2 separate regions of the Sus scrofa genome follow, and region 2 is linked to region 1. The links are chromatin contacts, called in public HiChIP or PLAC-seq maps. All regions are on one chromosome and are shown on one strand. Each heading gives the region's core, a stretch centred on a gene start, on an enhancer-like site or on the middle of the called end of the contact. The rest is flanking DNA. Distances are from core to core; before and after follow the strand shown. Region 1 has its middle 25 kb from the start of TLK1. Region 2 overlaps METTL8 (methyltransferase-like protein 8).

Region 1 (3,761 bases), core at 936-3,435:
ATAATTCAATAACTGCAAAGCTGGTTATTTTGTGTTCTGTGAAACTGTTTTTAACTAAAAATAATATTGTCCAGCTTGTTCACTCATCTTATTCGCAAGGCTTGGCTACAAGGGACGTTGGGATGTTTCCAAAGAAAGAAAGTTTCCTATGTTGAACAAATTCAAAAGAACATGACTCAGGCTCTAAAAGTAATCCAGAAGAGAATTTCTAAAATATTTGAGTAGGAATGGAATTATTGGATTGTTTTGATAGGAACCTTAAATGCCTTAGACCTTAAACGCCTGTGAGAACCACAAGATTCAGTTGGGTGCCCCTCCTTTGTGCTCCCACAGTGATGAATACAAACATCGAGTCTGGCGCATATCTGTGGAAGAGATGTACAGTCATCCATCCCTTGGTATCTCTCAGTATTGCTTACAGGACCCCTGTGGCTACCAAAATCTGCAGATAATCATGTCTAATATAAAATTGCATAGCACTGTCAGCCTGCTGTATCCCAGGTTCCACATCTGCACATTCAACCTTGAATCACTTTCCAACTATCAGTGGTCTTTAGTCAGGAGGATAATACAGCTCCCTTCCCCTGTAGGGGTCCTTAGGGAAATTTTTGATTGTCCTAATGATGTGGCATAGGGGGTGCCCCTGTCATTTAGTAGCTAGGAGCCAGAGATGCCAACTGTCCTACAATGTGCAAGACAGTCCTGCGCAACAAAGAATTATCCTGCCCGTGCTCACTAAACTTATTGTGGGGATCATTTCATTATGTATATAAAATAAATCATTATGTACCTCTTAAATGTATACAGTGCTGTATGTCAATTATATCTCAATAAAATTGGAAGAAAAAATTATCCTGTCCAAAATGCCCATAGTGACCTCATTAAGAAGATGACTTTTTTTTTTAAATCTTTGACTTCACCTTGACTTGAAGAAAACATTCTGGGAGTTCCCATTGTGGCTCAGTGATTAATGAACCCAACTAGCATCCATGAGGATGTGGGTTACATCCCTGGCCCTGCTCAGTGGGTCAAGGATCTGGTGTTGCCGTGAGTTGTGGTGTAGGTTGCAGATGTGGCTTGGATCCTGCATTTCTGTGGCTCTGGCATAGGCTGGCAGCTACAGCTCTGATTGGACTCCTTGCCTTGGAACGTCCATGTGCCATGGGTGTGGCCCCAATAAAAGACAAAAAGACCAAAAAAAAAAAAAATAGTCACTCTGAACTGAAACTGCAAAAAGTTGGGGGCAGGGATTCCTAGCTATCATTTGGAGGTTGTGTCAGCTTAAATAATTAGCCCCTTACTTTGTGATCACCTTTTATAGTTACTTCAATATTTCTCTCTTATAACTAATAAAAGATGAATGACTAGAGAATAAAGTCATTAAATTCAGCTATGTCTTTTTGGTTTTTGGTTGGTCTGGGTAAGTTTAATTCTAATGGAAATAGCAGGGGAAAAAAAGTTCATCTTTAGTACTTTCTTCCATCAATCCACCCATCCTTAGGAAAATCCTTCACATTTTGGCATCCACCTCCAAGAACCTCCCCAGTTTGGTGCCACTCTAAGAAACAGACATCACCTTGGCCTGGAATATGAACTCCGTGATAATGCCATTCCTTCAGGGTCCAAGGTCTTAGTCATTTGACCTGTTCATCCAGGTAGTTCCCAGATATAGGGTTCTACATTATATCTAAATTCTCTTCCAGTTTGAACATTCAGTGATTCAATACCATTAAAAGTATACAATGTCTTCCCAAGTCCTTCCTAAACTTATTCATGACACTAAGTTATATATAAGCATTAACAATTTTTAGGGGTTCCCATGGTGGCTCAGCAGTAACAAACTAACTCATATCCATGAGGATGAGGTTTCAATCCTGGCCTTGCTCAGTGGGTTAAGGATATGGCATTGCCATGAGCTGTGGCATACGTTGACTTGGATCTGGCATTGCTGTGGCTGTGGTATAGGCCAGCTGCTACAGCTCTGATTAGACCCCTAGCCTTGGAACTTCCATATGCCACAGATGTGGCCCTTAAAAATCAAAAAACAAAAAACAAAAAACAATTTTTACAAGAACAGTGCCAGTGCAAAAGAGAATTTAAGGAGAAGGAAACACAAGACCATTTCAGCCAAATGGGAGATACCTTTTGAACTGCTGGATTCTGGGTTCCTCTAATGACGGCTCTTTTTTTCAGGGCCACACCCATGGCATAAGGAAGTTCCCAGGCCAGGGGTCAAATCAGAGCTGCAGCTGCCAGCCACAGCCACAGCAACTCAGGATCCAAGCCGTGTCTGTGACCTACACCACAGCTCATGGCAACCCGGATGGCCGACCCACTCAGCGAGGCTAGGGATGGAACCCACATCCTCATGGATACTAGTCTGATTCATTTTCCACTGCACCACAATGGGAGGTCCCTAATCATAATTTTCAGGAAGCCGACTTGCCACCATTCCCTAGTCCATTCATAGCTTTATTTTATTTTATTTTATTTTTTGCTTGGATCCGAGCCATGTCTGCGACCTACACCACAGCTCACGGCAATGCTGGATCCTTAACCCACTGAGCAAGTCCAGGGATCGAACCTGCAACCTCATGGTTCCCAGTCAGATTTGTTTCTGCTGCACCAGGACAGGAACTCCCCATTCCTAGCTTTAAAACATTGCTTATTGCTATTTCTGCTAGAACATCAACTTCATGAGAGTAAGAAACTTGTCGGCTTTATTTGTACCACATCCCCAGCACCTAGAACTGCATCTGTTCTATAGCGGCACGCGATGAATATATGTTGAACGAATAAGTAATTTACTATAAGTTGAGATTTCATCATTTACCAATCAAAGAACACTGATATTCTACAACAAAAGGAAACTTCATGTTGAGAGGAGATTATATGATATACTCTGTACTGAATTGCAAAGTTCTGGGAGGGTAGAGGAGCAGGAATCATCCATATGCATGACATGAAATATAAAAACAGATATCACTGAATTATAAGGCTCACTTAAGCCTGGTGCAAAGGTCAAGTGAAACTCTTTTATCCCTATTTCTGATTTAGGTGAAAAATATCACCTGGGAGGCTCATAGCAAAAATAAGATCAATTTTAATGTATTGCCATGGAAAGTCCAAAGTCCATTAGCTGAAGCAGTAATTCTGGACACAGTTAAAATATTATTTTATAAGATCCTAATATGCACGTTAAGACCCAAGCAAAACCCCCCATAGACGTAATGTTTAATACTTTACTGAGGACATACAAAGAAATTACAACAAACTCATTTATACCATTCATGCTTAGTAGGAACCAGCAATTATTTCCACCATATGAAACGACAAACCAAAGATAAATGACATATAAGTCAACAATGAAAATCATCTTGAATCAATACCACAGCCTAAGTGAAATTTCCATGCAACCAAGACAATAGTGAGGGAATTTAAATAAAATTGAAAAATCAACTCAAACATTCATAGTGTAATTTTAAAACTTCAAATAGTTCTTGACTTTAAAATGTCAATGAGAAGTGTAAGAAAGACTTGTGAAAGCAATGTGCATTTTTCATTGCATAGGCAACCAGTTTTTAAAATGTTCCATGTCCCACAGAGGGTTGCAAAGAAATTCTCCTGGATCCTTAATTTAAAATCAGTATCAAAGTAAGCATTTTAATTTGTGGCTGTATTGGACAGAAAATAGCAGAAAACACGACCAATATTTTTCATGTAACAAGTTTGAAGGTAGCTAGAAGGCCAGGAGCCTTCTA
Region 2 (3,761 bases), core at 824-3,323, 150 kb after region 1:
TTCCACATGACACTGTCTAATAAAAGAAAACTCTTGAAGTTATGAAATTTAAAGTATATTTCTAAGAGCACTGTATGAAATTTTAAACAACCAAAGCTGACCTATAATCAACTGCCCTAAACTTATCAGCACACAAAACACTTAGCTACTCTCTGTTTTGTTTTTTCACACAGGACACCCTCAAATGGTGAAGTACCCACAAAGGAAGGTATAGTGGGATGGATTCTCTTACTATTCCCTTGACATAGGTAACTCAATCTAGGTAGATGGTTATTTACAACAGTATTTTAAAGCAAACATAGCAGCTGTTATTAAGTTTTAGAAACCCATTACATTTGCTAAGTAACCAGCTGAGATATAACACACTGGAGATGTTTTTAGGAAATTATAAAATATAATCATGTTAACTCAAAAACTGCCAAATATATCTTTCTCATGTCTCTGCATTAATCTGCTCTAAAAAGAAACCTGAGCTATTATAAAATTTAAAATAAATTACCCAAAGGAAATGTGGAATTAAAAATCATTAATCTGGGCATCTAATTGAAAGAAATATTGCTAATCAGAGCTTGGATGCTATACATTTTAATCACAGATTGAAATGTCAACCATTGTACAGCAAAAGACTGTCTCATTTGTGATGGATAGGTTCTTATTTTCAGAATTGTGAGGGTGTTTCCTGACTTCAGTTCTCACCAACAGCTGAGACAATAGGTGAGAAATGGGAAATGGGAGTGACAGGAGAGACTGACACACACAGAGACCAAAAGAAATGTGCCAGAGAGCTGGCCAGCCTGGAAGAACAACCTGTATTTCCTCCCAGCGGCACTAAAATAAGGAAGACAAAATCAATGAACAGTGGTAATGCCGTATACTAATCTCCAACTGGAATACTACGATGGACGAAACTGGCTCTTGCAAAGACTTAGGACCCTGCTGGATAAGAAGAGATGGTAGTTAACAGGAGCACTGGGAGAAGAAACGGGTCAGAGCTTCCTCTGGGTTTTCACAATGTCTGGGAGTAGAGCTTTTAAGTGCATCTATTCACCCTGACCCATATTCATCAGAGATGTTAAGTATCAAATTAGAAGTCTCACCTAGGGCTTCTGCAGACTAGCAGGCTGATCATCCCTGGCAGACATTGGACTGGGGGGGTGGGTAGATGTGTGCTCTCACTGTAATGTCCTGTTACTCAACATAGTTCCTGAGGACACAAGTTTGCTTTCTTTGCCACCCTCACGGCAGCCTCAGTTGCTGCTCTGTGCAACTTTGCTTAAGGGTGAGGAAACAGCATCCTCGTCGTGTGGTCCTCTCCTTGGAGCAGCCGTTCTCCAACATGCACGGCATGTATGAAGTCCACTGCACTGAGCAGTGTTAAGGCGGGACGCAGAGGGGACCCAGCAGAAGCCTTGATCCCTCTGAGTCATTCTGAAATGGACTCTTTTGTTCTGTGTCTCCAAGGCAGCCAGAAGGCTTGATCAGAAAGGGACTGGACATGCTAATAAGCAAACCAAATGCTTCAAAGCAATATCCTCAGTCCTCTCCAGCCTGCTTTTCCTGCTTCTATAGAAAGAGGCCAGTCACCACCTTTCTATTTCAGTCACATTATGGTTCTGTGGGAACTGTCATTTTTCCTTTACTGTGGTTTCCAAGGCCTGAAAATAACCTTCTCATTAGCTTCACTCAAGTTCATTGTTAACATAAATAGGCCAAAATAGGCAGCCATGTACAAGAGCACTTAAAGGGAACATTATCAGCACTGCTCATCTATTTATGTTCTAAATAGAAATATTCAAAAGAGTATGGACAAAAAAATCCTGGGTTTTTCATATTCTCAGGAAATACACTGTGGATAATTTTTAACTTCCTGGAAAAGAATTAAGATGACTGATATCTTTTAATTCTCTTTAGGCCTGACTCTGTCACATCCAGGTGGCCACTAGCAGAAGCTTGAGTAATGTGGAAAATATGTCTGTGCAGCTGCTGGCAAAGAAGCAAAATTATACTTCCTCGGAAATAGTGTGACAGAGTTCCTGCAAAGGAATGCAATGTTGGCTGATTTGTAAGCAGAACTGCCACTGGTATGCACTCTCAAATCCAACCCCAACACTCCCTGGCCACATCCCACTCTGGGAGTGCATGGCTGGAGCTCATAAAAATAGAATGGTTCCACTGTGGATCAGGTGCTCTTCTTTCCTGTCCATCCTCCAGGACACATTCATGCTTAGGGTAAAGAAGGAAAACGAGTTCTGAGGGACAACAGATGATGCCAGAAGATAAGACAGGGCCACAGTGCCCACTTCACTGGGTAAGGGCAGCTAAGGAGGGCTGTCTCATTAGCTGTTTCAACAGCTACCTTTGCTTCAGACTTTAGCTTCAATTGTAGACGAAAGTCACCCGAACAACAGTTAACTACCAGTGGGATTAGTGATTTTCACTATGCTTGGCTTGCACAGAAGAATGCGAACATCTTTCCCTGGGGAGTTTCAGGACAGCTGATCAATCTGGAAACAAAATTCTATTTCATGGGTTGGCAAATTTTTTCTGTCAAGGGCCAGATAGTAAGTAGTCTGTGTGGGCTACATAAGGTCTCTGCTGCAACTATTCAACTCTATATAGCTCAAAAGCAGCCACAGGCAATGTTAGCAAGTGAGCATGTGTTCCAATAAAACTTTATTTATAAAAACAGGCAGTGGGCTGGATTTGGCCCCTAGCCATAGTTTGCTGCCTCTTGTTTTAACAGGCACACTGATATTGCTACAAGAGTGATTGAGAAATGATGATGGAAGTTCCCTGATGGCTCAGGGGGTTAAGGATACGGTGTTGTCACTGCTGTGGTGTGGGTTTGATACCTGGCCTGGGAATTTCTTTATGCTGCAGGCGCAACCAAAGGGGAGGTGGGAAAAAAAAAGGAAAGAGAGAGAGAAATGATGATGACCAGGACCAAGTGTTCTGGCAAAACTAATCTATGGCATTAGGAGTCAGAATAGTGGTTGCTCTTTGTGGAATTTTAGGGGTTTGGGAAAATAATAGAAACGAAGCATGGTGAAGTTTCTGGGTTACTGATAATATTCTATTTCTTCATGTGGGTATTGGGAAAATTCACTGAGTTTTGTGAGAACTAGTTTATGAGTTGTGTTAATTTCTGTGTGTCTGGAACCTCAATACACTGTTTTTTAAGGAGAAATCATTTAAGAAAAATAAGGTAGAAAATCCTCTCTAGAGAGTGGAGGGGTTGGGCCAACTGTCTGTGGGTTCCCAGCTACGCAGTGACAAGGACAGAGGTCAAATTTTTTTCAGTGTGCTTTTTAAAAAAAATTGTGGTAAAAACCACATAACATAAAATTTACCATCTTAACCATTTTTAAATGAACAGTCCAGTAGAGTTAAAGTATATTTACATTGTTGAGAAACAGATGTCCGGAACTTTTTCATCCTGCAAATCCAAAACTCTACCCATTAAATAACAACTCTGTGTTTCCTCCACCCCTCAGCCTTTGTTAACCACCATTCTGCTTTCTGTTTCTATGAATCTGACTACTTTAGGTACCTCATGTAAGTGGAATCACAGAATTTGCCTTTTTTGACTGGCTTATTTCCTTAACATAATGTCCTCAAGGTTCACTCAAATTACAGCATGGGACAGGGATTCCATTTCTTTTTACGGCTGAATAAAATTCCATATTAATAGACCATGTTTTGTTTTTTGTTTTTGTTTTTACAGCCACAACTGAGGCATATGGAAGTTCGCAGGCTAGGGG

What was found. HiChIP or PLAC-seq counts read pairs in DNA pulled down with a chosen protein or histone mark.
Region 2: an H3K27ac HiChIP or PLAC-seq map of alveolar macrophages shows a contact between it and region 1. The contact joins two enhancer-like sites. A contact is called at or near these places in 2 of 47 Hi-C or Micro-C datasets (embryonic fibroblasts and fibroblasts) and 1 of 2 datasets of contacts at active chromatin or transcription factors (alveolar macrophages).

The regions. Positions count from the first base shown.
Region 1 is chr15:77,353,021-77,356,781 of Sscrofa11.1, forward strand. No RefSeq gene overlaps it. Among named protein-coding and RNA genes, the nearest start is that of TLK1, 25 kb to the left of the region's middle. Within about 2 kb of position 2,186, at least 1 of the 83 cell types and tissues checked has an H3K27ac peak or open chromatin away from gene starts, as enhancers often do. A contact at or near this core is called in alveolar macrophages, where this site is marked.
Region 2 is chr15:77,498,613-77,502,373 of Sscrofa11.1, forward strand. All of the region lies in intron 5 of METTL8 (methyltransferase-like protein 8), which reads right to left. Among named protein-coding and RNA genes, the nearest start is that of METTL8, 64 kb to the right of the region's middle. Within about 2 kb of position 2,074, at least 31 of the 83 cell types and tissues checked have an H3K27ac peak or open chromatin away from gene starts, as enhancers often do. A contact at or near this core is called in alveolar macrophages, where this site is marked.